2 separate regions of the Danio rerio genome follow, and region 2 is linked to region 1. Evidence: chromatin contacts called from public HiCAR-type data. All regions are on one chromosome and are shown on one strand. The core of a region is the stretch at or near the end of the contact, and the rest is flanking DNA. Distances in the headings are between cores, read along the strand shown. Region 1 holds the start of lipf (lipase, gastric). Region 2 holds the start of ptenb (phosphatase and tensin homolog B).

Evidence for each region. HiCAR-type assays count read pairs that join an accessible place to other places.
Region 2: a HiCAR-type map of caudal fin shows a contact between it and region 1, with 11 times the contacts expected there. The contact joins the promoter of ptenb here to the promoter of lipf in region 1. A contact is called at or near these places in 4 of 18 Hi-C or Micro-C datasets (caudal fin, embryo, hematopoietic stem cells and 1 more) and 2 of 4 datasets of contacts at active chromatin or transcription factors (caudal fin and pancreas).

The regions. Positions count from the first base shown.
Region 1 is chr12:18,796,314-18,799,013 of GRCz12tu, forward strand. lipf (lipase, gastric) reads right to left here and starts at 1,333. Exons shown (of 10, transcript NM_213404.1): 1 at 1,287-1,333. It overlaps rnls (renalase, FAD-dependent amine oxidase), which reads left to right and starts at 1,869. Exons shown (of 7, transcript NM_001002607.1): 1 at 1,869-2,048. The coding sequence starts at 1,931.
Region 2 is chr12:19,019,712-19,022,411 of GRCz12tu, forward strand. It overlaps ptenb (phosphatase and tensin homolog B), which reads right to left and starts at 1,421. Exons shown (of 10, transcript NM_001423688.1): 1 at 720-1,421. The coding sequence starts at 798. LOC141376785 (a long non-coding RNA gene) reads left to right here and starts at 1,649. Exons shown (of 3, transcript XR_012387943.1): 1 at 1,649-1,925; 2 at 2,042-2,257.

The DNA of each region.
Region 1 (2,700 bases), core at 83-2,582:
GTAATTCAAGTAGCACATCTGAATGGTTTTAAATGAGTTTTTTTTACTTAAAGAACGACTTTTAGAACAATGCAAGATGGAACGAAAAATGAAAAATGGCAGGGGTGTACAGAACAAAACATATATAAGACAATGTGTAAGTACACATACTAACAGACAAGGGCCTTGTGAATTTACAAGATCTTAAAGGTTTCCAGTAAAAAAGCGGTTTTGATGGCTTATTTATTAGTGCTTTGCTTTATGTTGTTTGTATAATGTTTTAATTCAATTAGTATAGTAGGATAAAATGGTTTTTGGTTAATAAATTTGCATCTGTAAATATGGTACTTTGTAAATATTATCAAAAGATTAATAACATAAGCTTCGTTCTTTATTTTTTGTTGTACTTCAAAAACCCTAAAATAACATGTTGGTATACTAAATGAAAACTTGGCAATAATTTTTAATTTATGAAATTGGTCATCTCGTACCATATTTTCTTTGAGAAGTGGCAATTCCAAAACATATGCGGCAGTTTTTGGCTGTGACAAACAAAATAAACAGTTTTGATCTATTTTCTGTCTAAACTTGGGGGGAAAAAATGTTTGACAGGGTATTATTTATGCAGGATTTTAAATGAGACCTCTTTAAATTTGTTTTTAGAAATTAAAAAAATTATTAGAAATTATTCCTCTTAAAGAATTTGTTAGGCAACGACCATACCTTTTCCAGATCAAATCTCTAATGAACCCAGACCAATAAGAAATTATGTAGGGTTTACTAATTATGGGTGATTGAAATAAGGAACGTATACGGCCTTATTTTGGTGAAAAGAAATACAAATTTTCCCACACAGTATATCTTTAGGGTGTAACAAAGAAATATTTCCTGAATATGAGTAACTTTTACATAGTGAGACAATACATAAGGGAATAGCAGCAAAGACCCATGCAAATTTTTATGGAATACATGATAATTAAAATGTGATAAAAATTCTTCATAAGTCATTAAGTAACCTTGGGAATTTAGTACATGTTTAAATGACAGGTACTTTTAGAATAACAACATGTGTTACGAAAGCACGAGAATTCGCACTGCGCAAACAACGCGGTTAAATCACATTAAGTGACATGGTAAGTTCGCGCACTTCATAAGTCGTTCATGGCAAATGTATTGATTACTGACCACTATACAACTTCATTCTGTACAGCACAAACAATTCGTTTTAAACTGTTCGAAACCAACTATCTGATACCTCGTTCGTTAATAAGGTCCTACACATGCAATACGAAAAACACTTAACTTACCCAACAACTTTGGTTAAGCTCTCAGCAACCTAAAATGTGTGAAGCGTGAGTCCTGACCACACTGACGGCGATCAAAATGCTTTAGCATCAGCTGACAGTGACATCATGGCTTGATCACTGTTTTAAAAACGCCTTTAATCAATCAACCTCGATTCCTGAAGAAGATTCATGCATTTGGCTGCTTCTTTTTCGATTTTAAGGAAGCAAGCGAAGTAAAGCAATCCATATTATTTATCAAATTGACGTCTTTACTAGTTACTGCAAAAGGTCGTCTTTTAATAAAATTAAATGAAATAAACTGTGCTTTTGCTTCATTGATTACTTGTGTCCCCTACGATTGAAAATAATTTGAATTTATTATAAGTATTGCTTATTAACAAATGAAGATGGTGATGTTATTTTTAATGTAGATATAAAACAGGCATAACGCTTTATTATGTTTATTATCTGATGCTTGGCTATTCTGCATATGTATCACTCAAATATGAAATAACCAAGGGTTATGCTTTGGTTGGCCAACAAAAAACACTTCAGGCTTTCATAATACTTAAAGGGACAGTACAATAAATCGTGTAAGATCTTCAGACAAGCGCGAACGCTTTGCTTTTCTACCTCAAACAGTTGTTTATTCACATTTTCTAAAAATGTCCCGAGTTCTTATAGTTGGGGCTGGACTCACAGGTAGTTTATGTGCCTGTCTGCTGAGGAGGGAACTGCCAAACAAAGTTAATATAGTCGTGTGGGACAAATCTCGCGGTGCAGGTTAGCATCTTATCTATTTTGACACACATAATGCTTTTTTATATGCTGATTTAAAACACTTATAGAGTGGTGTACGTCTCGTGAGTTTTAATCTTTGGATCAGCTGTATGCAGCCAACTTTCATTCATTAAGGTTAACCACGCTGGTGACCTTATAAACATGAGTAGAAAATGGGCAAATATGACGTAACTACATTTTATTATACCCTATATTTTCGTAATATGCACTTTTGCATGAAAGCCCAAATTGGGCAGTTCGTCACTGTATTTCAACCAACGTACAATGATGAAAAACCTGATCGTGAAGTTTAAACTTTGCCCTTTGACAGGTCACGCCCACATCAAATAACACGGTGGATTGAATGGGGTTGGTGAATTAAGAAAAAAAAAAAAAACTTTGGATATGTAGGTTAAAGATGACAATCAATCCTATTTAAAATATAATTGTATTTGTAGTTGAGGTACTTTGTAAAATGAATGTAGCTAATTTTATTTAATTAAGTATGATTCTTTTTTCATCTAAATGTCCAAGGGTTTAAATGTTAAACATTTTCAGACAAGGCTTTTTATTCATTCATTCATTCATTTTCTTGTCGGCTTAGTACCTTTATTAATTTGGGGTCGCCACAGCGGAATGAACCGCAAACTTATCC
Region 2 (2,700 bases), core at 171-2,670, 220 kb after region 1:
ATCCCTTCCTGCGATTACAAAAAGGCATATTTCACATACTAAAGCATTTCCTTTTGTTCGCCTGCGTGTGAACGGACTTGTTTTTTTTTTTTTTTTTGGTCAATCAAAACTACAAGTTGAGCGCAAGCATCTATTTTCTGCGAGCAGCTGATGCAATGCTCTTTGTGTGACACTGCTTGTGCATTTCATCTAATCCATCGCATTATATAAACCTGCGACGCGTCTTTTGTTATTAACCCCCAAACTGTCTTGATCTGAAATGTAAACATTTTGGGAGTTAGATTGCAGATTAGCGGTCAATCGATAGATCAGATTACGTAAAATGAGGAAAATGACATTTTATGACCTCACTGGAGTTGCTTATATTGTAGTCGTCACATGTAACTTGCAGACAAGCCTAAAATAACCGTATAAATGAAACGACGGCTCGATAACGTGGATAAATTAACAACTGACATTAATCTAAACGGCGTTGAGCTGATGCAGGAACAGAAACCAACTGATCTAGATCACATCATGTACAATCGGGGACTCAGTCAATAGTTCCTATAAAAAGGGAAAAGCAAAAAATGTAAATAAATGCTCATAGCTTTTTATATTCGGACGGGACGTCAGAGATTTCTTGATTTGGAACAAGATGCAAGCCGTTACCTTCATTGCCGACACTGGTTTCAACACAATAGACAGAACAGGGACATTTGATTGATCAAAGAGGATACATGTCAAGTCCAAGTCGAACCCGTCTTCTTGGTATCTCCTTTTATTTCTACTGACAAATTCCTTTATGATCGCAGCCATGGCTGTGACAGGAGTCTTTAGGGTTTTTAGTGTGAGAGAGAGTATTGTTGCTTTCGGACGGTCGGTCGTCTTTATGCTCTGCTCGTTTCGCAGTCCCCCAGCTAGCTAGAATGGAGTCTGCTGTGGCTCACTCATCAAGGGCCTCGCTCCAAACCACCACAGGCCCGGCTTCCAAAATGCCCTCCTCGGCTCAGACGAGCCCTGGGTGAAAAGATAAGCAACTTCCCACGTCTGGAACTGCAGAATCTCTAGTGCACGACAAGTCTCTGGTCGCACCGAAGCCGCCGTGATTGAGCGGAAAGGCGGAGAGAAAATCCTCTCCGGTGCTTCCACTTGAAGATCGGTCGTCAGAGCCCCGCTCGCACTCAGCTCGCGCTCCGTCTAGCCTCAACGGCTAACGCGCTAGCCCGTCTACACATCCTTAGAAAATAAAAGCCATTAAACTCTACGACAATCCGCGATGACCAGGTTCCAACACATGAAACAAAATGTGACAGCCTCCACCAAGAAATGAAAAACTCGATATTTAAATGTGGCGTAAGAGACACCTCCGGTTCTGTCCTTATCCTCCACTGCTCCACTGCCTGTTACACTCTCAAACTTCCATCATGGCTTCCCATTGAAAAAAGATGACGTTCGGACGACATATTCATCCGCATTGGCAAATAGTTCTACGGCTATTTCATTTTATGTCAACAACAAATATGTTTTTGCATCCTAGTATATAAATATACTTATTTTAAAGCATTCTTGTTGAGCTGACATGGCGTTAAATTAAGTAATATATCAACTATCTAATGTTAGGGTTACTGCGAGCGCACTAATACACAGTCGGACTACGTTTTGTTCCACGGTCACGTGTCTACAGAAATGAGCCAAGTTCCAATATTTTATATCAGATTTCAAGTCAGTTATGTAGGTGTTCCGCTCCAACATTGTCGTTTCCTTTTATGAAACAAACTCTAATTGGCTTGCCACACAATAACTGAAAGGTACAACCTACGTTTATTTTAGTCCCACTTCTGAACACGGAGAAAATATCAGAATGCACGTAAGTTATGTACCCCTCTCACCAGTGCCTCGACTACCCTGCAGGAAATTACTGAAATGCTTACGCCAGCAGAAAAGTAAGTTACTGCACAGAGGCACAATCATATTACCAGATACCTGTACATTAAATTATAGAAATTAATTGCGCCCACCTGTGATGCTAATTGTATTTAATTATGTATTTGTGTTATAGGCGTGTTCTGTTACGTTTGCTCAGATGTGGATTTTGCCCCAAGGACGAAACGGAGGTGGAAAGTTCTAGCTGCGTTTCAGACAGCAAATCCTTATTGTAGAGCGCCATCTGTCAGAATATTCTAGAATAAAGCTCGTATGCTACAAGACCAGTGGTGCCTAAACATTTTCGTAAGAAGGGCCTAAAACCAAACATCACTGAGAGCCGTGGCCGATGGTAAATATACCAAACTACATTACATTAAAGTTGCCATGAGTGATTTGTTTCATAATATTTCCAAATAATTGTTACTTTGTGTACAAAATAAATGTTACATTAAATTGTATTAACTAATGCAGTATACATTTTTAAAAGAAAACATTATTGCAATAAAACTTAAATGAATATGAATACAGAAGTCAAGCACAATTTGCCTTTGATTTGATTTGCTCACCAAAATCTCTGCATTGCCGGGTGACAGTATGCACATTTAAACAAAATCTGAGTAATTTACACCATTTAATTGAAACATTCAATTTCAGTTAGGCTTTAACAATAAAACAAATAAACAAACAAACAAAGGGTTACATTTAATTTTAAATGACAATCTCAGAACCCTCCTCAATTCTCCCTTTCTTCTCAAATGGGTTGGCGAGACAAATCAAAGGTTACCATGGGCC